Regions from separate parts of the Mus musculus genome. Here regions 2, 3, 4 and 5 are each linked to region 1. Evidence: chromatin contacts called from public HiChIP or PLAC-seq and promoter capture Hi-C data. All regions are on one chromosome and are shown on one strand. Each heading gives the region's core, a stretch centred on a gene start, on an enhancer-like site or on the middle of the called end of the contact. The rest is flanking DNA. Distances are from core to core; before and after follow the strand shown.

Region 1 (5,361 bases), core at 2,850-5,349:
GCTGGGCGTGGTGGCGCACGCCTTTAATCCCAGCACTTGTGAGGCAGAGGCAGGCGGATTTCTGAGTTCGAGACCAGCCTGGTCCAGGACAGCCAGGGCTACACTGCCTCAAACAAAACAAAACAAAACAAAAAACAAAAACAAACAAACAAACAAAACTCTGACCCATAATTGTTCGGGCTGGTGAGATGGCTCAGTGGGTAAGAGCACCCGACTGCTCTTCCGAAGGTCCGAAGTTCAAATCCCAGCAACCACATGGTGGCTCACAACCACCCATAATGAGATCTGATGCCCTCTTCTGGTGCGTCTGAAGACAGCTACAGTGTACTTACATATAATAAATAAATAAATAAATCTTAAAAAAAAAAAAGAATGTAGATTCACATGCATGTGTATGCGCGTGTAGGGCATGAAAATTAACAAGTAGGGTGAGAGGGAAGATGAAGTCAGAAGAGACTGGGAAACAGGAGGGAGTAGTGGAAGATGGGGTGGTTTGTGACACAGAAGTAGGAGCTAATTGACGAGAGGAAGGGAACCATCATAGGGGTGGGATTGGACAGGGGATGGCTCTCTCTCTCTCTCTCTCTCTCTCTCTGTGTGTGTGTGTAAAAACATAGTACAATGAATGATGAATGAAGAATATTCATGAAAATGTCACATTTCTTTGTATACTAACCAAAAATTAATTTAAAATATCATCATTTTCACTTTTATATCCCAACGTACAATACTCACATTTGAGGCAGTGACTACTAGTTAGTCTTATTTGGAACTTATATCAACCTTTGACTAAGAGAAGATAGAAAACCCTGAATGACAGAGTATGGTCTAACTGCAGTGGTCTATAACTCCTGTTCCAGGGGATCTAGCAATCTTTTCTGGCCTTCACAGGCACAGACATACTTGTAGGTAAAACACCAATGCATAGAAGAATAAAAATAAATATATCTTTTTTTAAAAAAAGGAAATGACAACCCCAGTGTGTGAATATAACTTCTATTTATTATAGGTTAGATCCATAAGCACATGTTATTTAACTCACATGACACTATCTCAAAAAATATATATTTTAAGATATGTAATAAATGGAATAAGATGAATTTTTTTAAGTATAGGAATAGTCAGCTCAGAAGCAAAAGAGATTTGCCAAAGTAAAGAACAAGGCTTTTAAATTCAGGTTTAAAAACAAAGTTTTCATGCAAGGTGCAAGGCTTCAGGGGAGCCCTTTGGCTCCCCCCACCCCGTGTGTGTGTGTGTGTGTGTAGATCTAAGAAAGAAATAGGATTATACCCACGATAGGAACAGATATATAGATATATTCCCAAAGTTCCCAGCTGTGTTGGGAAGCTGGAATGTTAGTTAGCTTTGAAAAAGTCCTAAAACTATACAGTGTTTTCTAGACCAAAAGAGAAGACTTTAAGTGGATGCTTCTTGCAATGTTTCCAAGATTCAGCTCTCAATACTTCATTAGACTCTGACTGCTGATCTTTTTTTTTTTTTTTTTTTTTTTTTTTTTTTGAGACAGGTTTCTCTGTATAGCCATGGCTGTCCTGGAACTCACTTTGTAGACCAGGCTGGTCAGAAATCTGCCTGCCTCTGCCTCCCAAGTGCTGGGTGGGATTAAAGGTGTGCGTCACCATGCTCGGCCTGACTGCTGATCTTAAAGATGTGCATTGAAGGACTACACAGCGACAGAGAAACCCCATCTCAGAAAACCAGCCAGCCAGCCAAACAAACAAACAAAAAGAAAGCAAGCATATAGAAACATGGTCTTGATTTAAACTTTTATTGGGCAGTGGTGGCTTATGCCTTTACTCCTAGCAGTAAGGAGGCAGAAGCAGGAGGATCTCTGAGTTCAAGGTCGGCCTGGTCTACAGAATGAGTTCCAGGACAGCCAGGGCTACACAGAGAAACCCTGTCTTGAAAACCAAACCACACCAAAAAGATAGCCACTGAAGGAACACTGAGTAGACACATTTGAAAGAGCTGGAAGGTCATTCCCAACCACAACGGACTGAAACACGGATTGAAAACAGCCCTTCTGTTTCAGCATTAACTTGAAGTTGATGTCAATGGAAAGGAATAGGCAATAATTCAAACGTTAAAGCCAAGCCTACGGGTACTATTCTGTAATTCCAGCTCTTGGATGCTGAACAATTGTAGAGAGTTTGTTGCCAGCATGGGCTGCTGAGTGATATTCTGTCTCAAAAAGTCAAAACCAACGAAACCCCCAAAGGAACAAACACAATTCAAAAGTTAAAGACAATGAAGGAAAGGCTAGTTACAATAAAAAATATGACTTTTATAATACAAACTGTAAAAGTGTGTGTGCGTGAGTGCGCATTCCTGTGTAAGCCAGAGGTTAATGCCGAGTTAATTCTCCATTTGAGTTTTTGAGATCAAGTCTCTCACTGAACCTGGAACTCAATAATAAGGCTAGAATGGCTGGCCAGGAGTCCTCCTGTCAACCCCGTCTAAAAGTCTAATAAAACTTTCTGCATACTTGTTTATACATGTATTTCTTATTTTATGATCATCAGAGAGTCTTCCATTTTTGGATTTTCATAATTAAATAATGCACTACCTCTCCCATATCATATCTAACTCCTAACTACCTCCCCCAAGGGATTTAGAACGGTGTTTACAGTGGTCACCAGCACCTTGGTACATTATTAAAAGGGGATAATAATAGACATTTGAGGAGTAAAACATTGGAAAGGACATATATCCAAGGAACAAATACTCCTTGAATTCAGGCTCCTACTTGCCAGAAAAGTCTGTTTCAGTTCGCCAAGCCGACGCAGGCGGCAGGTGGCGCTCTCACCCTGGCAGTCCCGCGTGCGGGTTTTTAGTCTTTGCGTTCGACTACCGAGGGACCCGGGCGAATAGCGCACATTAATGAAGCACAGAAGGATCTTCAAGCTGCAAAGCAGCCTTCTTTCTCTGTGGCGGAGTTGAAGCCAAGACTGATCCCGACTCGGGGTCTCAGGGAGGAGGCTATAGCGATCCTTTTCACTTTAAGGCGAAGTTCAGAAACTACGCAGAGAGGCCACTTGGAGAACATTTGGAGTGAAGTACGCAAATTTGAAGAAAGCCTAAGCTTGGAAGGTTCGAGGTCTCGGGAATCACCTTGAATGGTGTAGCGCATCCCTTCCTGTGCTCTCAGAAGGGCATTTTGGAGGCAGGTTCGGGAACGTATGAGAGTACCTCTCACTGATTCTCTACCGCCTGCTCTTGGAACTGATCAAAATCACAGTCATTTTGGTCTTTTCTCACAAATGGTCGGCGTGTATGCAACTCCCGCTCTCCATTTGAGCCGATGACAACTTCTGGTGTGACACTGGACGCCTGGGCATTTGCTAACCTGACACAAAATGGGAAGATGACCTTTTAAAAAGCGCCCAGAGGACAAGAACTCAGATCCAGTCCCCAGCCACCAAGAGCTCTGAGCATCTCTAGCCATTCCAGAACAGGACTTCTCAAAGGGCGTGGCCCGCACAGACCAGAGTCCCCAGAGTTTTATAGACGATGGGTCCTTCGGATTCGCTCAAACCTACTGACTGTAATCTCTGAGCATGGGGAAAGGAGATCTGCTGGTCCAACAGCATAAAACTGTCCATATTTTGTTTCTACGACCAAGAAAACCCTCCAATTTAGCATTCTTCCAGTCGATTCCCGTTGAATAAATGTCTACCCTTGGCGACTGTGCTGGTCCCTAGGACTTGAAGAGCAAGGGAGAGGGGACCCACTGTGGGAAGGCAAAACTCATCTTTGGGGATGGAGCCTGGACGAGTGCTGGAGATTTCCCAGTGACTCGGGGGTTCTGATGGGGGGGGGGGGAGCACAGGGCACTGCTTTAGTTGTGGGGGTGGGGAGGACCCAGGGGCTCCTCAATTGCGTTCTATACCCGGCTGCCACGCGCACCTGGGTCGGCTGCCAGTCCTTGGGCTGAACTTGGGAGGAGTGGGGCGGGCTCCTCTGCAACTCGAGCGGGGCGGGGATGCTAGAGAGGAGGAGGGAAAGTGGGGGTCTGTCTCCCCACTTCCCGCCCCCCGCCACCACCTTTGGCTTTATAATTGGCTCGCGCAGCGGTTTCTTTCCTCTTATCTGATCCTGGGTGAGAGGCGAGGGGAAGGAAGCTCTGTAGGGCAGGAGGCGACGGGAGAGGGACAAGGAGAGGACAGAGTGAACGACAGGAAAGAGAAGTTAATTGAGAAAGGGTACTCTGAGGGAAGGCGAGCCAGGGCAGTGGTTCGCTAAGAACCAGTCGGCGGCTAATCTTCCCTAGGCGCCAAGAGGTCCCCAACCTGGGCTGGAACGTTGCCCTGCACAGGTCAGTTCGTCTTTCCCTACTGTTTTCCCGCTCGGCTTTGCATAATTCATAGGTGAAGAAAGAGCCCCAGTGAGAGCCACCTGCAGACGGATGCGATTGCCAGGACCAACCACTGCAAGTGTGCCCGCGGGGTGGCCGGAGACCTTAGGGGTGAGCTAGGAGACCGTGCACCCAGATAGATGCTTGTCTGGGGACCACAGGGCAGAGAGATTGCAACGCGCCTAGTGACCGACGGGTGTGTGGACAGCAAAGGAGCCCTCCGTTTCTCTCTGAGGATCCCTCCCTCCCATGGTGTCTGTGTGCGGTGGGCGCCGGGCTGGAATTGGCTGCATTTGGCAGCTCTGTAGTGGTGGCTCCAGCAAGTTCAATTGGTAAAGGCTTAGGGAGTCTTTTGGAAGCACCGTGTACGCACAGAGCACAACGCTGTTTAGATTCTATTTGGCAGTGGATCGGGAGACCAGTCCTTGGAGAACACGCATCCAAGCATTCACTGGACTGTTGCTGCACGTCGGGGCAGCTGTGGACCAGGCTCTGCACGGAAAGGGGGGTAGCCAGTGAGAGTTCATAGACAGTAGAATGATACCAAGCTCCCAGTGTTGCTGCTTTGAGGGGAACCACCAAGCTAAGCTGCTGCAGGAACCTTCTTCACTTTTTTTTCCTTTTATTTTTGCGAACTCCTCTTGCGTTCCGCTTGTGGGCATCCGGAGCATCTGCAGAAGTTGGGCTTTAGCATGCAGTATGCACAGTCTGGAGCAGGGCTAGGTTAGGTTAGGTTAGAGGAGCCCCGTGATTCTTTCGAGTAAGTAACCTTAGTTACCCGCCACGGTTTGGAGTCATTATGCAAACTTGGTGCTGAGTTCTTGGGTGCTCAGTGGGTAGCTAGTCTTGTGCTCAGGGTTGCTTAGGCAAGGTCTAGGAGAGCTGTTAACTTGCCCTGAAGAGCACCTCTGAAGATGCTCACGTGCAGTTCTCAGAGTGGTATGAATCCCTCTCCCACTTCCCTCCCCCGCTTCCAACTCCCCAACCCC
Region 2 (5,537 bases), core at 535-3,034, 210 kb after region 1:
GCTAATCCTGCCTTTGGTTGCATTGGCCTGGGGATTTGGCTATGGATACACAAGTGGTTCACCACCACTACTAAGCTCCTGCCCCTGACTGTGGTCACCTCTTTCCTCTCTCACCTGCTTCTCCATCTCAGACTTTCAAGTCCCCTGCCTACCCGGCTCCAGACATGCTGGAGTGATAACATTGTAACAAAGTATAACAAAGTGCAACAAAGTAACATAAATCAACCATAGTAGAACCAGACTTCCGGTCAATCTGAATGGAGGTCTGGGCCTCTGAACCAAGACTCTATCCCAAAGGCCACTTTACTGAGGCTCTATCCTGTTCCACACAATAGGATGAGTATCTTCCTCCTGGCTCTTTTGCTCCACCTCCCTCTCTTGGCATCCCCTTCTTTCCACTCTCCCCTGGTGATGGACTTGTAACACGAGACTGGGTTTTTAATTTTATATTTTCTTCTACGATTCTACTGTATTTCAGGGTTTCTTTTGTAAATAAAAAACATCCGGTATTTAAGCAATTGGCCATGGTTCCAGTTTTCTAACTCCATTGTTTAGTTTGTCTTTCTCTTCCTCCTTTTAACAACTATAAAGCCTCCTGGGGAAGCGGCATAGCAGGCTCGGCAGTGAGTGCTTTCTCCTCACACATTGCACCTCTCTGCTTTATTGACCAAATCTGTGTCCCTAAGGACCCAGATAGGGGAGATTATCCATTTATGGTTCCTGGGCCCCATCAGTACCCCACCCCCACTTTTCCTCTTTAGTGTCCCATCCTGATCAGCCTGAGTTCACACCGGTCCAGGACGAGCAGGAGGCCATGGATCTGTGGAGCGCAGGCATCTGATGACCTCAGGAGACATTTGAAGAGCAGGGGCAGGCCCTCTTCTGGAGCTTCACTTACCAAATGCTGTCACGTGGTTTGTCCTCTACTTTGCAGAGGGAGGCAGGGCTGATGGTATGGGGTATATTTCCTCTGTGGATAACGTCAATATTACCGTTTTTTAAAAATTGTGTTTTGAAACCGCCCCTTTCTGTGACACTGTTTTAACTGTACACCAGTTACTTTGGACTTCTTCCAATGAAGAGTGCTGAGAAGGATACACCCTGGAGTGTCTTCTCTGTTACATCATTTCAAGTTGTAAAATTAATAAGAGAAGCGTGGTTATATCAGAGGGAATTTGGGGCCCTATCAGCAGAAGAGCGAATTCAGAGATTCCCAGTTTATACCACTGTCCCTGTACCCATGTCAGTGACCTTGCTGGTAATTGAATAACACCATCACTGAGGAAACTACCTCCTACTTGTTTAACCTGATCTGTCTAACTCATAGATTACTCAGTAACTGGTTTTCACGGGTGTTCAGAAATAAGAGCTAGAATATAGCCTTTCTCGATTCTGTAATTAAAAACAAAACCATAGAGTCTGTTTTCCAGTAGTCTTGATTCGTATAAAATAATGACTTCCTTCCAGTTCCGATGCAGAAAAGACCCATCTTTTGGCAGATCATTTGTCCAGGAGTGTGTTTCAGGGCTTGCCTCTCCTCGACTTACAGGGATTGCTTTGTAAATGCAGATATGTTTTTGAAGACTTGTTTTTATCCTTTTTTTTATAAGCAAATAAAAACTTAAAACACCATGTGTGGATTCTTTTAACTTCTGAAACTTCTGAACGTCACTGTCAGCCTTTGTGGTCTTGGTTGACTGTCGATCTCAAAAGGAACAGCTGTGGTCCTGTAGCTAAACATTTATTCTACCTCTCACTCCTTCATCCCTTTGTCCTCAGTGGTTAAGACAGTGGTTAGCCACAGAACGCCCTCCTCTGTGTAGAAGACATCCTGTCTGTACTAAGACATCCCTGAAGACCTCTAAGGCAGTGCTTCTCAGTCTTCCAATGCTGCCACCCTTTAATACACCTCCTCTTGTTGTGGGGATCCCCAGCCATATCAGTATTTTCTTTATAACTGCAATTTTGCTACTGTATGAGTCATAATTTAATACCCTTGTTTGCAGATGGTCTTAGGTGACTCCTGTGAAAGGGCCATTGGACCCACAAGGGGGCCACAGCTCACATGTTGAGAACCCCTGCTCTAGATGGTAAAGAGGAAATTAAATTGAATCCCAGAGACTCTAGACCTTAAACTAGAACTTCTTTTGTTTTTATTCCAAAGGAAAACTCTTAAGTGTTAAAAAAAATAGTTGAGTTCTATTAGTTTATTATATACTAGACCATTTGTTCTCACCTAACTCATCTAAAGCACATCTCAGTAGTCACTGCTGAATGTCCAAACCGAGAAACCTGAAAGAGGATCAATATGGAGCACTGTATCTGTCACCTTCCCAGCCTCTTAAGTTGAAAGAATTCTCCTAGGGAAACCTAGGTCTGACTAGGATCCCCTGTTCGGCTCTATTTGCTGGTTGGAACTAGGAAAGAATGAAAGCCATATCTTTGTGTGAGACCCAACTCCTCAGTTGCCTGACCCTGCTAACAACCATTTTAAGAAAGTTGGGTGGCTTCATTTACAACCTAACTTAGGTTCTGTCTGGGTCAGGAGAAGACTCAGAAAAAGCAGGGTGTCTGTTGAGTCACATTTTTTCCCCCTCTATCCTTCTGCAGATTTCATTGCTGCCTTTGGTTTCTGTTACTAGAGAGAAGAAGTCTTGCTAACAAATGATCCAACCGGCATCATGTATGTGGGTGCCTTGGATGACCCAGGCAAATAAGTAGCTTTCTGGTGTAATGAAGGAAGCCAGAGAGCATGTAGCCTGTAAACCTTTATGTCCCAGCTGAAATTTACCACAGAAAAACAGGGCCAGCAAGGAGTAGGAATTGCTCAATAATGCAAGGGATATCCACATAGTTGAACCTAGAATCCCCTGGGAGAACTCCTCCAATTTAAGCAGCTGGAAAGCTGATACATTGCTCTATAACAGTCTTCTGTCCGGTTCCTCTGTCTGGGACATTTAATGATGACGATCAAGACGAATAGTCTGTGTGTTTTTGATGAGTTAGGTAAGAACAAATGGTCTAATACTGTGTTACTTCAAAGACTTTCAGTTTTTACAAAAGATGAAGCCATTAGAGACTCTAATCTCTTCACAGCAGTCTTGGCTTGCACACACACACACACACACACACACAAATGACCTGGCTTTGATTTGGTGACTTGAATATGTTTACTTAAGCAACAGCAAAGTCTCATTTGCTTAGCGTGTGTCATCACTTGGACCCTGCATCTCGGCTTTTTATTGAGTGCCATGTTCAGAATAAAAGATGTACCTCGGATTCTGGATGTGTGTGTTTATAATACACAGCCTGTAATACAAGCTGACTCTCAGGAGCACGTTTTACTGGCTCATTTATCTTGGCAGGAATGCACGTCTCTCTTTTATAGGTGTACGCCATTTTCTGAAAGTAACAGGCCATCCTATCATGGGGAAAAACTTTCCTCCTCACACTCTCCATCACATTTGTTAGGATCTCTGTTTCTTTCAAAAACTTCAGGATGACCTTTCCTTTCTTCTTTGCCTTTTCTTTCTGGCGTCATCTTTGCATGCCTCTAACATTGCTGATTTAAGTCTGAGGCTGAAAACAAGAACAAAAGAGATGTGAACTGTGGAGAGAGACTCAGAATGCATGAGGAGAGCAGTAAATGAATTCAGACTTATGAGAAGTGATGCGGAGACAGAAAACGCGCTGGGATAGAAGTGAGGGGGGTGAGGTAGGGACGACTGCAAATGCTTCTAATTGGGTGCACATAGAATGCCTCTGACCAATCAGTGGAGAGATGGAGCTAAGCAGAATGCTGGAGGAGAGTAGAACACCCTGAGTTCAGTGCGCTCTTTCAGGAGTTGCTTGTCATGTGAGAGGAGTCTTCTTGATAAGAGAGGGAATGGAAGAGGGAACAAGATAAGCCGGGAGACCAATGCAAGCACTTAATGACTTAGATTTTAAATCTAATTTCACAGGACTCAATGAAGACATTATAAAAAGAGGAAACTCCATAGTCTAGTGTATTTTAAGTTTACATAGGGCAAATAAAGGCCTACCACAAGAAAGTTGATGCATTGTCAAGTTGGGCTAGGCACAAAAAAATTAGCAACTGAACACAGAGTGACAGTTCAAATCTAGGTGTTCTGCCAGAGATAGATGTTCTTAGCCTACTAATGTGTTTTGTGTGGCTGATGAATTTTAATGGCAAAGGAGAGCCGAGTGGGGACTTGGACTGATGAACGATTCTTTCTTGCTCTCTCACTCAGGGCATCTGCCTGGTATATCTGGATCTAGAATTCTGCTCTGCTTCAATATTAGATATTTCTAGTCTCAACATGCACATCTGTGGTTGTTGTGGCAGTAGAAAATGACATTTAGACTCCTTTCTGAGCTTGTGTCAGAAGCCACACACACTGTTTCCATTCATGTGTTACAGACTTAAGACAATTAGGTGACTTTTGTTTCTTTCAATGATGGGGAGAAGTGCAACTATTTGCCCACAAAGCAGAAGAGACCCAGGTTGGTTGGCAAGGTGCGCTAAAAGCTGCCACTTCAGCTGTCACTCATCTCAGCCTTATGGAGACACAAAAGCCAGTTCACAAGCATCTTGATTTTCCCAATGAAGATGTAGAAGTGCAGAGAAACTAGCTAACTTACTTCAAGACCTACAGATAGAATTTAAGTCCAGGCATTCTGGCAGAAGATATGATGCCCTTCTAACTTGTAGAGGCTACTTGTGGATATGTGGGTTGGTAATTCTTAAACTGGTAATAAATGAATAAATAAATAAATAAATAAATACATACATACATACATACATACATACATACATAAAATAATGGAAATGGAAGTCAGTAATATGAAGATTCCAAGACACTGGTGAGTTGGCAAGAATTCTCTTTCAGCTGTCCTGAGTTGAGCTCATGTTAGGAGATACATCTGACTTGTCCTAATATCTGATCTTATACAATGTAATCTTTATCACATCTCAGACTGTCTGTCAGCTGAAAATGTCTCCATCAGTATTTGTGAGATACTTCTCAGAAGCATCTAATTCTGGAGCTTCAATTGTTCAGACTTCTAGCAGGACAAATGTTCTTTAGACATGAGGCAGAAGACATAGGAGACGAGAAATATGAAAGATCAGCTTCTGAAGCAGCTTGCAAATTCAAGTTAAATTAGATATTTCAGGATGTGAGGGAAATATTTAAATCTTAAGTTTATTCATTGGTGTGTACCCGTGTTTATCTTATCATGCATATAAATTCCAGCCATCACATTTTAAGTATCATCTGCCATGCAGTCAGCCATGTTGGTGTGCTGGTGAATAAGAGAACTTGGACCAGATTATGCTAAAATGCTCATGTTACCTAGGGGCAACACAAATTCTGTCATTGAAGAGTTTTTAAACTGACTGATTGGAACTAGCATTTTGGAGCAGTTTGGGGGTTTTATAGGATAGACTGGGATGAAGAGGAACATTCAGTGAGGAACCCCCATGTGAGCTTAGATTCTGGGCACACTGCTGAAGGTTGATTTCCATATGTCAA
Region 3 (5,171 bases), core at 1,778-4,277, 180 kb after region 1:
TCTGGTGGCCAGCTGCTACACTAGCCATGGCGTCTATAGTTGATCTAATGTATGCAAAAGAAAAATATAAATGGGTGTTAATAAGTATCCAATGAATTCACCATTAAATATGGTTTGCATTTTTGTGCAGAAGTGAATTTAGTGTTCATTAGAATATTAGTAATACTCAAAATAAAATTTAAGTTAGATTTTTGTGTTGCTGAGAATCACAACAAATCGCAACTTAGTAATTTGCTCATAGGCAAATATTTCCAAAATAAATTATAAAAATCCTTTTAACTTTTTATTAGCAAGAATTATTTTAATGTGGGCTGTGGGTATGTATTAATATGTGGAGGTAGGAATATCAAAAAGCCAAAAATGCCTGAAGCTATTCATGTCAACAAGCATATCTGTTTAAGGGTGGCTGACTTTATGCACATTTAAAAAATACATCTTATAAAATATATAGTTTCCCCAAGTGTCTCGTTTCACCAAATTTGTTGTTTTGAGATAGAGAGGTGAGTAAGCAGTCTCAAGCCCTCCCCTAGTAAGAGGTAATAGATTTTCTCAGAGTGGGCTGTGTCAGGGAATACAGTGGCACCTGGTGAGGGAAACTGTTGGGCTGAGTGCATCTGATGATTTGGAAGGTACTGTAACAAAGTACTTAAGGTTAGATGAGGTAAGAGCAGGTAGATTGGGATCTTGAGTGTGGGGAGTCTAAGATCTAGGGAATCATATTTCAGGAGGCCTTTTCATCTAAGGCAGAATGTGGCCGAAGCCATTGACCAGGGAGCGAGAGGGAGCAAGAAAGGTGTTACAACAAGGTCCTTCCATGATGAGTGTGTTTGTCATTCACAGGGGCAGAGGTCTCATGGCCTAAGTAGCCCTCCTAGGTCCTGCCTCAGAAGAAGGCTGCAAAGAGAATTAGGTTTCCAACAGATGTGTTTTGTGGGACACATTCAAACCACAGCAGTTCAACTATCTTGAGTGTGGTGACCTCGATGTTTGCTCTTCTGTAAAAGCTACCCTGTGTCCCCAGCCTGGGTCAGGTGCTTGTCCTTTGTGTCCCCTCGGAATTCTCTTGTGTATTAGCACAGAGGTCGCTATCACTTCACTGCCTGAGAATTCACAAAACTTTGAACTTATTCTCTCCATCGCCAGTCTAGATACCACAGAATGCCTAGCATATCATATCCATGCAAGTATCTCTAAATGTGTGGCAACTTGGAAACTTGTGGCTTACAGTAATGAAGTCATGGGTGATGGCTCTAATTTTTTTATTTATTCACTTTACATCAAAATATCAGCCCCCCCTCTCCCCTGATCCCCTTCATAGCTCCTCTCCTTCTCCTCTGAGAAGGGGGAGCCCCTCCCCAGGTGTCACCCTGCTCTCATCCCACACATCATTTACTGAAGGACTAGACACATCTGTTCCCACTGAGGCCAGACAAGGAGGCCCAGTTAGGGAAACAGGATCCACAGGCAGGCAACAGGTTCAGGGACAGCCCTACTCCAGGTGTCGGGGACCTGCATGAAGACCAAGCTGCACATCAGCTACATATGTGCCTGGGATCTAGGTCCTGTCCATGCTCCATCTTTGATTTCGGTTTCCGAGATCCTCCAAGGGTTAACTGACTTTGTTGGTCTTCCTGTGGAGTTCCTGACCTCTTTAAGTCCCTCAAATTAAAAAAAAATGAAATCAGGTGGTCGTGCACACCTTTAATCCCAGCACTTCAGAGGCAGAGGCAGGTCTGGTTTGAGGCCAGCCTGGTCTACAGAGCAAGTTCCAGGACAGCCACGGCTACACAGAGAAACCTTGTCTTGGATTCCCCCCCCCCAAAAAAAATGGCTGTGATTTTATATTTAGGATTAAGAAGACATCTGAAGAAGATGGCTTTGACTTTTTTCCTCATATGAAGTTAAGGCTAACATTCTTCCATTTTATATGTAAATTTAAAGGGATGTGTAATAGAAATCGGAAACTCACAGGAGCCTTAAGAACCAACATTCAATTGTTCATTTGTTCAAATGTTTTAGTCCATAAAAGAAAATGTCAGAACAAGATCCACTGTGATCCCATCTCAGCCTTTGGCTCAAGTGAGAGAGAAGCTCTACTGCCTTGGGTGCCATTGGTGCGCTGACCAGCTCCACTTTACCTGGGAAATGGGCTCCATCTCACAGCCAAACGTTGTTCATTTCCCTTGAAAGTCATCCTAGCAACTGGCATGTCAGCCCCTGAGCCTTAGCGAACCAATATGCTCTGTACAATATCAGTCTGCACTCCCGATGGGTTCACACAGACCAACTTAAGATGACCCACGTTTCTGCCTGCTTCATCTGTCCTGTTTCCCTTCCTCCCCTGCCTCCTTTCAGATTTCCTCCCAAGATCCATACAGGTAGAAATCAGCCACACATGGGTGCAGGTCTGCTTCTAAGAAACTGTCCCCCAAGAATGTAGTGAAGTGGAATTTTGTCTTCCGAAGTTAGATGAGTCCAGATGGGAGAGTATGAAGAAGGGCTGGCGATGTAGCTCAGGCACTGAGCACTTTCTTAGCTTGTACAACGCATCTCACTGACTGCCCACACTATGAAAAATATGAAGAACACTAAGAATGAATGACATTGGCATTTCCTTCTATCCTCTACATTGCCAGACTCATTGTAGCCTCAATTAAGATCACTTGCTGGACATGCGCAAAGAACCCCTGGAACCATGATCTGTCAATGGCTGCTCTGCGCACTAGAACACTGTTAGGAATGGAATACTGAACAACACATAAGCTTTGCTCTAAACATAGGAATCAGGTATGGCCGCACCTAAACCTGCTGCCTAGGCACAGAACAAGTAACTAAGGAGCATCTTTCTCACTAACTGCACATCCAGTTAAGCTCCCGAGTAAGAACGCCATTTCACTGTGCTCCCTCCCAGACAGAACATGTTGTGTCTATAAATCAGGAGTGTGCAGACATGTCTACAACAGTGTCTTTCAGTGTCAGCAGAGAGCTGGATACAGGCTCCTGAGTTTTCACATGCCTCCCCCTGGGGCGCGGAGCAGGGTGGAAATGCATTACTTCCTGCCTATCTTCTAGGGAACAGTGCAATTTTGTTTGTTTAGAAATGTCTTCCTCTGGAAAAATATGTCATGGCTCAGCTCTCCTTTTGAATAGGCCCCTCTCTGTTGGATGAGGGATATTTTCCTCCTGAGCACTGTTGGATCTGAGGCATGGAAGGCTGTTAATACCGTTCTGACCCAGGTTGCTTCTCCTTCTTGTCTGGTCCTGGACAACATTGAAGGCAGGAACTAAATGGAGTCCTGTTAAAACTGCTTTCATATGTGCTACAGCCTGTTTTTGTCATATGAAAACTTCTTCTGGAAAAAAATATATTTTCAATTTTTCTTTAACATTTTACTTTTTATTGAGAATTTTATACACTCACACAATGCATTTTGATCAAATTTCTCCCCTATCCCCCAATTCCTCTGCATCCACCATTGGTTTTTCTCTCCCAACTTCATGTGCTTCCTTTGGTTCTCCTCCTCTTCCTCCTTCTCCTCCCCCTCCTCCCCTCCCCCTCCTTCTCTTCCTCCCCCTTCTCCTCTTCCTCCCCTCCTTCTCCTCTCCCTCCTCCTCTCCCTCTTCTTTCTCCCCCTCCTCCTCTCCCTCTTCTTCCTCTCCCTCCCCCTTCTCTTCCCCCTCTTCCTCCCCCACCTCCTCCCACTCCTCCTTCTCCTCTTCCTCTTCTCCTTCCTCTTCATCCTCCTCCCCCCTCCTTGTTTATCTTAGTTTGGGTTTTGTTGCTGGGAAGAGACACAATGACCCTGGAAACTCTTGTAAACTAAAACATTTAATTTGGGGCTGGCTTACAGTTTTAGAGGTTTAGTTCTATTGTCATGGCTGGGAACATGGCAGCATGTAGGTAGACCTGGTGCTGCAGTAGGAACTGAGAGTTCTATGTCTGGATCCAAAGAGAGCAGGAAGAGATTGTGTGCTACACTTGGAGAAGCTTGAGCACAGGAGACCTCAAAGCCCCAACAGTGATACACTTCCCGTAACAAGGCCACACCTTCTAACAGTGCCACTCCCTATGGCCAAGCATCCTAACACAGGAGTCTATGGGGGCCCATTCCTATTCAAACCGCCAAGGTGTTGTTGTTGTTGCTTTGTTTTTTAGCCCCCCTGGGCGTGCTTAGTCCTGCCTGTTGTGAGTGGGCGTGGGACCATCAGCTGGAGCGGTGGGAAGCCTCTGGGGGATGTTTGAAGAAACCTCCTCTCCTTACCTAGGCAGCCATCTCAGCTAGGGGTGGAACTTCATAAACCTTTCCCAATCCATGATGTAACTCTAGGTCCAGGAGATCTGTTGTCCTCCTCTGGCTTCCAAGGGCACCCCACACAGGGAATAGCATATACACATAGCACAGGGAGCATATACAGATAGCACAAATATTCATATACACATAAATAAAAACTTAAATAAAACTGATATTTTAAAAACTTTTTATATGAAGATTTTTCTGTCCTTTCTTACCTCCATGTTTTCTCATTTATAAAATGAAGCTGTTGGGCTGGAAGACCCTGGCCATCTCTTATATACACTGGTTTATGGATGCTCTTTTCCCAGGAAACACTACATTTAAAATCCAGTGAGGATAATTCATTCATGACAAGGCCTCTCTGGGATTTTCTTAATTTTACTGTGCATCCAAGACTGGTCTCAAATTTTCATGCAATCCCCCTGCCTCAGCCTTCTGAGTACTGAGAGAGGCATGAACCATCACACGTTACTAAAAATGTTTATTTATTACCCTTACATCAGAATAAATTTTTGTTGTTTAATTAACAGATTCAAGGAAGGATGGAGAGAGAGAGATAGAGAGAGACAGAGAGAGACAGACATAGACAGACAGACAGAGAGAGACAGAAAGACAGAGACACTGTGTGTGTAACTTAGTCTGTGTGCAGACTTACCCTCAGGCAAAGCCTTACTGTGTAGCCCAGGCTAGCCTCAAACTCATATTGTCCCAGCCTGTGCCTTCTGAGTATTGAGATTATAGATGCATACCGTCATATCCAGTTCTAAGTCCAATATTTTTTACTAAAGTGAAAACCAGAAATATTATAAATGGCAGCAACGATACCATATGTATCAGCCTTGGATAATGGCCATAATGATCCGAACATGTAAATGA
Region 4 (5,616 bases), core at 2,074-4,573, 240 kb before region 1:
CGGATTCATCACTTAGAAACTATACGATCCTGGTGGGCATGGAACGCATGCATGCCTATAATCCCTGCAGTCAGGCAGCAGAGGCCAGAGACCCTTCTGATAACAATGACTTCAACTTCCTTTACCCCCCAAGTCACTAGAGTTCCTCCATTCCAGCATGGCGATCAAAGTCACCATCTGAGACACCGCCACACTGCTGACACCGCTGAGTCTGAATGTCCAGTGCTTCTCCTTTCATGGCCCTTTCCTTCAATCAGAAACTGGGCTCTTCCTTTGCTCCTGCAATTTCTGGGACTCTCTTCTCTGCTCATCCCAAAACCTGACCCTAACTCACTCTCTTAACAGCCACCAAACTCTCTTGTCTCACAGCTACATTTCCGTCTTTCTCTCCCTCCTATAAATGATCCTTCAGAGGATCCTCTGCAGGGCAGAGCTACACCAGCTAAGAAATCCTCCTCTGCCCATTACCCTCTTCTCTGATTATAACATTCCGCTCTGCGCCCAGAAGGATGTTCAAAATTTACTTAAAAATATGTTTAAAATTTACTCATGAATGGGCATAGTCATCAAAATAAGCCACAGAGGGAGACTGCATGATTGTTTTTGAAACAGATCACCCTATGCAGTCCAGGATCATATCAAACCTCCAATCTTCCTGCCTCAACCTCCAGAATGGGGGTTACAGGTGTGTACCACCATGTTCAGTTGGTTTATAAAGAGGTGATTTCTCCTCTTTGCCCAGGCTGGTCTACATTTCCTAGGCTCAATTAATCTTCCCACCTCAACCTCCTAACTGGGATTGTACCACTGTACCATCTTAAACATAGTATTCTGACCCACAGAACTAACTTCATAGTTCACTCATTATCAGGTGCTGAAGAAAGATATAAACAGATAGTTTTTGATGGGGTTGCCCAGTAAACAGAAAAAATTCTAGGTCTTCTGGGGGGGGAAAAATGCCTCACAGTGCTACAGCAGTAGAGATGATTTATAATTTCTAGTCCTAAGCCAGTTCACAGCCCTAGAATAGAGGCTTCTGTGTTAAGTGGAAAACCACTCTCTACCACACGGCCTCCTGAATCTATTTTCTCAGAATAGCCAGAAGGATCTGCAACAGTATGCCAGGACACTATCTGTTCTGAGAACAAAAACAAAACAAAAAGCCTCACCAAACCTTGCTGATATTATCAAATCTTGGTTCTTCTGAATTGAACATCTGAACTCTCAAACATCCCTACAGTCCAGTAGTCAAGCAGGAAGTATTTAGAGGTCACGTAACTAAATGATATTATAGATCAAGTCTATTAGAATAGGACTAATGCTTACTTGTTTAGCCCTATAAGTTATAATAATGGGTCCCTACCCAGTGAAGTAAGGGCTATTATGGTGGAAAAGGTGGACTGTTCATTTCTCTATTCCAGGATACTAAATGCAAGCAAGCATATTCTCTTGTGGATTACAGAAAGTAACAGCACAAACATGTGAACAATGTCCACCAGAGGCTCTTTTGCTGGGCTACATGTAGGCAGTAGCTTTGTTCTTCTACCAATACGTTATTTACCCATTTTCCCTTTACCTGTATACACTCAGCTCCCTCATTCATAAAATTTGGACTGAGGGGGCTGGAGAGATGGCTCAACAGTTAAGAGCACCCACTGCTCTTCCAGAGGTCCAGAGTTCAATTCACATGGTAGCTCACAACCATCTGCAATGGGCATCCGATGCTGTCTTCTGCTGTGTCTGAAGACAGTGACAGTGTACCCACATATATGAAATAAATATGGCCAGAGCAAGCAGGATGGGGGGGGGGGAAGAGCTGGGACTTAAATCTTATCTGTGTCAAGAGATTACAGTGAAGAATCAATGGGTTAATATACATATCCCTTAAGGAATGTCTTATAGCCGGGCAGTGGTAGTGCATGCTTTAATCCCAGCACTTGGGAGGCAGAGACAGGCGGATTTCTGAGTTCAAGGCCAGCCTGGTCTACAGAGTGAGTTCTAGGACAGCCAGGGCTATACAGAGAAACCCTGTCTTGAAAAACAAAAAACAAAACAACAACAACAACAAAAAAGGAATGTCTTATAGACAAGAGCAATTCAACTAACACAGTATAATTCTATCAATCACGTTGACTCTAATAATGCTAAGCTTCACTGAGAGGTATCATGAGTTTCCTATACTGCTGAAGTAAAAACTTAAATTACAAATACTCCCTAATGTTTTCACGTTCTATCCCCAAATAGCAATGTGTGACAAATATTCCAAATGACACTCCATAAATGAACAGCTGAATCTAAGACTGCTATGACTACAGGCTGTCCTGTCTAATGCACAATGTGAAGGTGTTTGACTATAAAGACTTCCTATTGCACAATATACTTAGCATATTTGAACATTTTAATCAGGAAATGGGAAAAGGTGGGGAGAACAGAGAACAGCATGTATAGCAAACTAGACTTGAATTCTTATGTCTTATTCTGGGGCACCATATAATCTGGAAGACTATAGAATCCCCCCCAAGAACTGTGAAAGGCTGACTTATGATGACCGGGAGTGATCTTACCACAACTGATTTTCGCTGGAAGTTTATGTTGTTGATACAGACGACCTGATGGGTTGTATATATAAAAAAAAAGAAAGAAACGACTATTATTATATGAAAGCATAAATCTAAGTACGAATAGGGACTATATACTGAGCCGCTCAAAAACCACACAGTAGTTTGTCTTCGAATTCTACAAAATGAGTAACCTGCTTATTTTAAATCGAGCAACAGCCATGAAAAGGTTTGTCTTGACAAAAAAATATAGCGGTACTTTAAGAAAGGTTTATGAGCCCGTGGGCGGGGAAGGAGTATGCTGAACAATTATTCAAAACCGTTTCACCCTACAAACATCATGTCCCCTGGAGTGGGCTCTAATTTCCCACTAGTTTCCCGGACTCATCAAGTCACTCACAGAATCAATGAAAACAAAATCAGAGCAGGGCGAGAAACGGAGTAGGGGAAAGGTACTTATAATTTGTACGGCCGTGGGCTTTCGAAGCCCTTGTCTCCTTTCTTCCTGTTCATCCTGGAGGACTCTAAGCCGGTGGGCGGCATGAAGAGCTCCTGCGGGGCTCGCCTTTCAGGCTGCACGGGGCGCTGCAGCGCATTCCCGGTAGCGGCCCGTGCACCCGGAGCGCCTAGCCACCCGTCCTCCGCCTCCTGTCCCCTCCCCGACCACTCTCAGCCGCCTCCGCCCGGCCCCTGTCACACAGATGAGCCGCGCTACAGGAGCTCTAAGCGGCCGCCGCCGCCTGCGGACATCTTGCCGGTCACCTCTGACCGGTGACGTCAGAGGAAGTGGCGCGGCCGCGGAGGCAGAACCCGGAAGTCTTGTCCGGGCGTGAGTGGGCGGGGTTTGCACGATAAGTTTGGGATTTCTCGTCTGGCTTTTCTCCTTTGTCTCAAAACTATTTCTAAAATTAAGAGAGCAGAGGGAAGATTTACTGGGTGAGAAAAGGAAGATGGGGAAGGAAGGAAGGGACGTTAAGTGTTAGGCGAATCGTGCTTGTGGAAGACAAGAAGGGATGGAAGGGGCGAGGGACTAGGACCTAGTAATGGTCCCGAAACCATTGCTGTCAAGAACAAACTCACCCATTTGGACCTTGTGGTTTAAACTCCAAATGTGTAATCAGACCGCAGGGAACTCTCAAGCCAGAAGTCCCATGGCCTCCGTATTTGTCTTATGAATTAACAGATTTTCTTTTTGACATTTTTGAAGCTGTGGATTTTCTATTCTTGAGGGTTAAAGATGCAAACCAATGTCCGTTAATTCCGTTAGAGTATTGTCCATTAACATTTTCCCACCTGCACAGATTTCACTCCACCTATCTTTTTTACTCCTGACAAGGTCGTTAGCTGACTTTAAATTAATTTGAACTTTTCGTCTAAACAAAACCAATTAGGAAAATAAAGCCATAACTTTATTAAACCTTCCAAAACTAGACTTCGTTTTTCCCAATGAACATTTATTTATTAAACCCACACAAAGTAAAGGCAGAGCTCATAAATGGCTTACACAATCTTTATGCAGGACCACTTCCTCAAGCGTTCTCATTTGCTGGGACCATCGTCAGACTTATAATTTTTTACAATTCCCTCAAGGTAGCAGTAGGCTTGTTCCAAGTTGCAATCTTCTCAGAAATGCAGGTGAATGAAGTGCAGTGATAATCATACCCAGTGGAAACTGTTGTTTTAAAGATAGACTGGGGGGGCTGGTGAGATACCTCAGTGGTTAAGAGCACCGACAGCTCTTCCAAAGGTCCTGAGTTCAAACCCCAGCAACCACATGGTGGCTCACAACCATCCATAACAAAATCTGATGCTCTCTTCTGGAGTGTCTGAAGACAGCTACAGTGTACTTACATATAATAAATAAATAAATAGATAGATAAATAAATAAATATTTAAAAAAAAAAAAAAGAGGGCTGGAGAGATGGCTCAGCGGTTAAGAGCACTGACTGCTCTTCCGAAGGTCCTGAGTTCAAATCCCAGCAACCACATGGTGGCTCACAACCATCTGTAATGAGATCTGATGCCCTCTTCTAGGGTGTCTGAAGACAGCTACAGTGTACTTACATATAATAATAAATAAATCTTTAAGCAGGAGTGAGCAGGGCCAAGCTGAAGTGAGAGAGGTCAACCAGAGCGAACAGAGGTCCTAAATTCAAATTCCCAGCAACCACATGACAGCTCACAACCATCAATACAGCTACAGTGTATTCATATACATAAAAAATAAATAATAAATAAACTTTAAAAAAAAAGATAGACTGGGGAAAACTTGCTTTTTTTTTTTCCACGGAGGTGCCAATCTGCTAAAAATCTTTGCTCAGGAAGCTGGAAAGTAACATAACCATCTGTGGTCTCACTGGCTTCTTCTAGAAAGGTGGATGCGACTGTCTCAACATCACTACAGGACACAAAAGTCCATATAAATATAGATACACACACGTATGGTTGACAGGCCTGTGGTCTGGTTGAATCGCTGTTGGGGTCAATCCTTAGGCCAGTGGCTCTCAATTTGTGCATCATGACCTTTTGAGGGGTCAAAAGACTCTTTTGACAGGGTCCCGTAGTAAAATGTACAGATGTGCACATCAGATAGTTAGGTTCCAATTCATAACAGCAAAGGTACAGTTATGAAGTCGCACTGAAAATAATTTTATGGTTGAGGTCAACACACGAACAGTATTAACGGGTTGTAACATTAAGAAAGTGGAGAACTGGCAGGGCGTGGTGGTGCACACCTTTAATCCCAGCACTTGGGAGGCAGAGGCAGGCAGATTACTGAGTTCAAGGCCAGCCTAGTCTACAGAGTGAGTTCCAGGACAGCCAGGGCTACAGAGAGAAAAGAAAAAAGAAAGTTGAGAACCACTACTTTAAGCCAACTGTTAACATGACCTCAATTGATTCCCACTGGCCTCTGTTTGAGTTTAGTAGGTCAATAGTTGGATCTAGTAGGTCTTCACTGGTTGGGTCTGTGAGTCATCATTGATTTCATCTATGTATGGACTGGGGGAAGCCATAGCTGGGGCACACAAGACAGAGTGCCAGGACTTTGCAGAGCATA
Region 5 (5,074 bases), core at 1,680-4,179, 200 kb before region 1:
TTGCAATGTGGAAGTCTGTCAAGATTTTCAGCTCTTCTGAAATCTTGGTGTGGGATTAATTGCCATAACAATGCCTTCCTGTTTTCTGTCATCATCCACACTCGTAGTTTCTTGAAGCCCAGTTGTTCCAGGACAGTCATGGCCATGGATGCCTATGTGTCCTTAGCAAGCAGTTTCCCCCATATGTCTGCTAGAAGAGTGACTTAAGCAATGCAGTATGGTGTGATCCCTGTATCACATGTAAGCCTAAGGTTTAATCTGTAACTGTAGCTTCCCCCAGCCTGAAGCGGTCTGGTGCAGCCCTTGTCACCACTGAGGTGGGGCCACCTGTGATGCAGCTTTTCGACTTGGCTGTTTTCTTTTGATGTGACAACAGCCCTGCTCTTCTCTGAGATGCTGCTACCTGCTGAGAGACTGAACCTGTCTTCCTGAGATGTTCCTGAACAAGCAACAGCCTGGTGACCAAGTGCTGACAGCATGGCAACAAAGCACCAAGGATGGACTCGGGGGGCCCTCCCCCTTTTAAACACAGTTTCTTAGTAAACTCTCAGGCCTTGATCAGAGAAAATTTGTTTGTCTTGGCTTCATTATTTCTCTCGCCATCTAGTCTCTCTTTCAGCCCCAGCCTGCCTTCCAGGAGTACCCAGTTCATGTAGGCCGGGCTGGCCCAACAGCCTTTGGAACGTGGAGGCAAGAGAATCAGGAGTTTGAGGCCAGCTTTGGCTACATGAGATGTTCTGTTTCAAAAAGCTAAAACCGAAGATAAAATTAAAAGTTATTTTCCCTTTCAGGTCAGGCATTTCCCTAACTTGAATTTTTTTTTTAGCCTTACATTGCAGTAATTTTTTTAAAATTACAGATGTACACAATTTTGTTATTAAAATGTATCTTCAAAACTTTATTTATTGAACTGTTATTTCATGAATGTCACAGACCATCCCTAGAAAGTAAAAATTACTTTTCGTCTTATCAATAGAAAATTGAAATTCAAAGAGCTTTAGTGACTGACATAAAATTATAAACTTGGACAATGGTCGGCGAGGACCAAGATTGCATGGGTGAATGAAACAAATCTCAATATTCTGTATAGTAAGTATAAGATTTAAAACCTGAGAACCAGCAGCTGGGCATAGTGGCGCACGCCTTTAATCCTACCACTCTGGAGGCAGAGGCAGGCAGCCCTCTGAGTTTTAGGTCAGCCTGATCTCCAGAGTGAGTTCCAGGCCAGCCAGGCTGCACAGAGAAACCTTACCTTGACAAACCAAGCAAAAACAAACAGACAGACAGACAGCTGTTACCCTCATTAAGTCTAGGCCATCTCCCTCTGTCACTTAATGTTTATGCTATGGGGCTCTTAGAATACTTTGAACTGAAACCTCTCTCCATTGGTGCATCTTTTAAAATATTTACCTTTGAGGAAAAAATTTACCTTTGGAGGAAAAAATAGAACAGAGCATGGTGTTCAGGTCTTATAATTCCAGCACTTTGGAGACTGAGGCAGGGGGATCAAGGGTTTGATGCTATCCTGGGCTACACAGCAAGATTCTACCCCAAACAATAGTTTTGTTTACCAGAGAATGGACCTTGCAAAGTACTAAATGCTCTACTTTTGTGACCCTAGCAGGTTCAGAGCCTAGTCTTCAGGAATGTCAAGTAACATTCACAGCAGCATATGTTTTGTTATATACTGACACTTCCTGAAGATTGTGACAGTTATCGTAGACACAAGTACCTGTATCTTCCAAAAGGCAAATCCAAAGATACTTCAACAAATGTGTATGGCCGCGGAAGCCATGACTTCCCAGTCAAGCTATGTTGAAGTTTACAAACTAAAAACGAAGAGACACAGTGATGACTTTTAATGAACATGGTAGACCAGCTCGGCCATTCAAATATGTTTAACCTCCTCCTCTTTCTCCTCCTCCTCCTCACCCCCCCCTCCTCCTCTTCTTCTTTTAAAGATTTATTTATTTTATATGTGTGAGTACACTGTCGATGTGGCTGTCTTCAGACACACCAGAAGAGGGTATCAAATCCCATTACAGATGGTTGTGAGCCACCATGTGGTTACTGGGATTTGAACTCAGGACACCTGGAAGAGGAGTGAGTCAGTGCTCTTAACAGCTGAGCCATCTCTCCAGCCCCTAACCTGCTCTTCTAACGGTTTATTGTATTGCTTGCTTTTGTCAGTTAAGCTGTTTTTGGTTTTAGTTTGTTTTATGAGACAAGGTATCTTCTTATCCCAGTCTGGTCCAAACTCATGATCATCTTCTGAAGTTCTGGGAACATAAGTGTGTCGCCATGCCTGCCAAGATAGAGTTGTTTTAAAAACATAACCTAAAACTGAGAATGCTCTTGCCTGCTTGCCTGAGACAAGTTACCTCACCCCTCCGAGTTGCCTTCCCGACGTAAAAGGAATGATATGGGAAACACAAGAGGGTAGCAATTTATCTAAAACATCTTTAATGCAGCAGATGTGGACAAGTGATAGCTACAACTAGTGTAAAAAAGGGATTAAGAGCATTTAGGTAGGAAACCAAAGTAATGAAGCCAGGTTCTTAGTCTTTTTGAACCGCAGGGCAGGATCCTTTATTGACTCCACCATAGGGTAGTAGTAGATGGTCTATAGGGAAAGGGATCAGGTAGCCTGAAATGCCCTTCAGCAATATCCTCAACTGCTCCGTTTTTGAGTAATCTGTTCTCATTTTTATTCTCTACAACTCTAGTATGGAAAATGGAGAAAAACTGCAACATTCCCCAGCATGAGTTTGGGAGTGAAAAAGGAAATATAAAAGAGGAGCGAAAGGCTCAACCTCCTGCAAAAACTCAGGGCTCAGAGCTCCGCCCCGATGTTTTTATTTTTCTCCTTGTCCCCGCCCCCCGACCATGAGAGAGCCCAGGCCACGCCCCCAAGCCGAAGTTCCAGACCCGGACTCGCCGACTTCTCCTGCTTACCCGCAGGGATTCCCTCACCAGCCAATCGCGTCTGAGCCACGGCACCGCCCGGAACAAAGATGGCCGGGGCGGCCTCGGGGAGGGCACATTGATCCAAACGCCAGGCGCACCCGCCGGGACAGCAAAGGCAGAGTGGCAACCGCGCGGTCAGGAACATGGAAGAGGGCAGCAGCGGCGGCAGTGGTAGCAGCGACAGCAACGCCGGCGGGAGCGGCGGGGTGCAGCAGAGAGAGCTGGAACGCATGGCTGAAGTCCTAGTTACGGGAGAGCAGCTCCGGTAAGGAAAGGCACTCAGTAGATGGGCTCTCGATTGCCCTATGCCCGCCGCGGTCCGGAGCGCACACGCCATCTGGCTCGTGGCAGGCGTGTCGCGCGGGGCGTAGGGACAGTTGCGAGCGAGTGGGATGGTTGGGTCGCGCTGCACGGGTGCCTGGCTACTGCAGCCCGGAGGCTAGCAGCTTCAGCCAGGCTGCGGGGACCGATGCCGGGAACGCGCGGTGCAGGCTGCGCCCTAGCTGGACTGCTGCAGCCATGCGTCCCTCCGACTCGCCACCACTCAGTGCGTGCAAACCCCCTTGCCAGGTGTTCCTGATGACTGTCTAGTCTGCTCGCTCCAAAAAGAAGAGATTTCGGATGGGACCCCAGTCCCTGCGCTTCCAGATAGAAGGCTCCAGCACCCATGAGTGCCTTCGGTTCAGCTTTCCTTTTTTTCTAGCAAGACATGCTTCCCTCATTGGAGCTTCAGGTTACTTTTATGTAAAACCTGGAGCATATCTGCGAGTGCTTTGACGGGTTGCTTCTCTTCCAAAACCTTTCCCAGTTCTTTACCTATCCCTTGATTGGCACACTTGGTTTCAGGTGTCACTTGGGTCCGCAAGGGGGCGTGAAAGTACCTTGTTCAGTGCCCACGTTTGGGACCCCGGAGTTGGCCCACCGCCGCGCACTTTTCCTAGAATTACCACTTTCCCATCTCACAGATCCAGGAACAAGCACTTACCCCCAGGGCTCTTTTGACATTCCCATCGCTTCCTGTTCCTTTTTCTTGGGCATATGCTTAAGACTTGTGCTTCCGCAGCTGCCTTGATATTGGGGGTTGTAAATCAGATTGCCACTCCAAATGAATCCGGCTCTGCCAGAACTTGAACCGCGAGCCCAGTCCCACCTGAAAGAAGTGTGCTAGCTCCCTCTAGCTCTTGGCTTGATTTTTCCGGCTTATTTCGGTTTCTAGATGGCTGTTTCCAGACTGGAAGGAGAGTGTTACAGAGGTTCCTGGAGGTCTGGTAAAGCACTTGGCTTTGCAGTGTTCAGTTTGAGGAAGTAGCTGTTGGCAGTCAGGACGGTGGAGTCCAGTGTGACAGAAGGAAAATCACGCATTTCAGTTCCTCGTTAAATCTCAACTGTGTGGCCAAAATTGAAGGGAATTAAAAACCTGTTTTCCTTCATCAAGAGTATTTTGTAATGGAGATGACGTAAAGTTTTTCTGATTTAATTGGACTTTCTTAATAATTTATTGTTTTGTTCTTTACTATATTGCTGTTTGAAAAGGCTTTGCTTGGGTGAGATTCCTTGCTTTTTGTTTCTTTTACAAACATCATTAAGACCCCCAGTCACTTTCTCCTTCTCGATAACTGCTCCTGAAATGCACATTCTTCAGCCTCCCCTGAGCGCTCGCAGGCTTTCCCACCACAAATCTGCAGACCTGGGACTCGGGCTTGGTTTTCTATTCCTCCGCCATGTGGCCAAGTGTTACCGTGACTCTGTTTTGAGGAAGGCTTTGAACCTGACAGAATCCTGGCCTTGCCCTTGACTTGGCTAGTGTAGAGCCTGGGACAAAGATGAGTAACACTAACTTTTACCTGGTAGTGTTGTTATGAGGATTATGTGGCGTTAGTGCAGGCACCGGTGGGTGCTGCTACGCACTATATGATCACTAGCCAGGGTAGCCATGTTTGGACAAATTAATTTACTCGTCTGAGCTATTTCCTCATCTGTAAAGTGGTCATGAAGATGAGAGTATTTCATGGGGTGCTTCTGAGATTCTGACTTCTGGGCTTCCTGTGTTAGTTAGCAATCCCCAAGGGCCTGCAGGAGTTAATTGGTGTCCCTGCTCTCTCTGCAC

Evidence for each region. HiChIP or PLAC-seq counts read pairs in DNA pulled down with a chosen protein or histone mark. Capture Hi-C pulls out chosen DNA fragments and counts their contacts.
Region 2: a contact with region 1 is called in a BATF HiChIP or PLAC-seq map of CD8 T cells, with 7 read pairs. The contact joins the enhancer-like site here to the promoter of Col14a1 in region 1. A contact is called at or near these places in 5 of 39 promoter capture datasets (embryonic stem cells, hematopoietic stem and progenitor cells and neural stem cells), 3 of 15 datasets of contacts at CTCF or cohesin (CD8 T cells, the NIH/3T3 cell line and stem cell-derived epiblast-like cells), 15 of 484 Hi-C or Micro-C datasets (the 4T1 cell line, CD8 T cells, the CH12 cell line and 10 more), 28 of 115 datasets of contacts at active chromatin or transcription factors (CD8 T cells, the SCID.adh cell line, VIP interneurons and 18 more) and 3 of 9 other capture datasets (adipose tissue, liver and pancreatic islet).
Region 3: an H3K4me3 HiChIP or PLAC-seq map of neural tube shows a contact between it and region 1, with 5 times the contacts expected there. The contact joins the enhancer-like site here to the promoter of Col14a1 in region 1. A contact is called at or near these places in 10 of 39 promoter capture datasets (the 3T3-L1 cell line, cranial neural crest, embryonic stem cells and 5 more), 6 of 15 datasets of contacts at CTCF or cohesin (CD8 T cells, the NIH/3T3 cell line, embryonic stem cells and 2 more), 6 of 484 Hi-C or Micro-C datasets (bone marrow-derived macrophages, cerebral cortex, embryonic fibroblasts and 2 more), 15 of 115 datasets of contacts at active chromatin or transcription factors (bone marrow-derived macrophages, craniofacial prominence, embryonic basal ganglia and 7 more) and 4 of 9 other capture datasets (adipose tissue, embryonic stem cells, liver and 1 more).
Region 4: a promoter capture Hi-C map of liver shows a contact between it and region 1. The contact joins the promoter of Taf2 here to the promoter of Col14a1 in region 1. A contact is called at or near these places in 15 of 39 promoter capture datasets (the C10 cell line, the HPC-7 cell line, the SN4741 cell line and 9 more), 1 of 484 Hi-C or Micro-C datasets (bone marrow-derived macrophages), 18 of 115 datasets of contacts at active chromatin or transcription factors (bone marrow-derived dendritic cells, bone marrow-derived macrophages, embryonic basal ganglia and 9 more) and 4 of 9 other capture datasets (adipose tissue, embryonic stem cells, liver and 1 more).
Region 5: a promoter capture Hi-C map of liver shows a contact between it and region 1. The contact joins the promoter of Deptor here to the promoter of Col14a1 in region 1. A contact is called at or near these places in 30 of 39 promoter capture datasets (the 3T3-L1 cell line, 3T3-L1-derived adipocytes, the C10 cell line and 20 more), 8 of 15 datasets of contacts at CTCF or cohesin (the G1E-ER4 cell line, the NIH/3T3 cell line, embryonic stem cells and 4 more), 191 of 484 Hi-C or Micro-C datasets (2-cell-like embryonic stem cells, the 3T3-L1 cell line, the 63-12 cell line and 104 more), 43 of 115 datasets of contacts at active chromatin or transcription factors (the 230-238 cell line, the HPC-7 cell line, PVALB interneurons and 29 more) and 4 of 9 other capture datasets (adipose tissue, embryonic stem cells, liver and 1 more).

The regions. Positions count from the first base shown.
Region 1 is chr15:55,303,652-55,309,012 of GRCm38.p6, forward strand. It overlaps Col14a1 (collagen, type XIV, alpha 1), which reads left to right and starts at 4,100. Exons shown (of 48, transcript NM_181277.4): 1 at 4,100-4,333.
Region 2 is chr15:55,519,172-55,524,708 of GRCm38.p6, forward strand. Col14a1 (collagen, type XIV, alpha 1) reads left to right here. Exons shown (of 48, transcript NM_181277.4): 48 at 762-1,632. The coding sequence ends at 841. Among named protein-coding and RNA genes, the nearest start is that of Mrpl13, 35 kb to the right of the region's middle. Within about 2 kb of position 1,785, at least 26 of the 459 cell types and tissues checked have an H3K27ac peak or open chromatin away from gene starts, as enhancers often do. A contact at or near this core is called in CD8 T cells, where this site is marked.
Region 3 is chr15:55,481,209-55,486,379 of GRCm38.p6, forward strand. The region is part of intron 40 of Col14a1 (collagen, type XIV, alpha 1); the gene reads left to right. Among named protein-coding and RNA genes, the nearest start is that of Mrpl13, 74 kb to the right of the region's middle. Within about 2 kb of position 3,028, at least 5 of the 459 cell types and tissues checked have an H3K27ac peak or open chromatin away from gene starts, as enhancers often do. A contact at or near this core is called in neural tube, where this site is marked.
Region 4 is chr15:55,068,829-55,074,444 of GRCm38.p6, forward strand. Taf2 (TATA-box binding protein associated factor 2) reads right to left here and starts at 3,324. Exons shown (of 26, transcript NM_001081288.1): 1 at 3,019-3,324; 2 at 2,565-2,619. The coding sequence starts at 3,101.
Region 5 is chr15:55,109,388-55,114,461 of GRCm38.p6, forward strand. It overlaps Deptor (DEP domain containing MTOR-interacting protein), which reads left to right and starts at 2,930. Exons shown (of 9, transcript NM_145470.3): 1 at 2,930-3,232. The coding sequence starts at 3,111. It overlaps Gm9920 (predicted gene 9920), which reads right to left and starts at 4,195. Exons shown (of 5, transcript NR_045093.1): 1 at 3,953-4,195; 2 at 2,956-3,209; 3 at 1,733-1,829.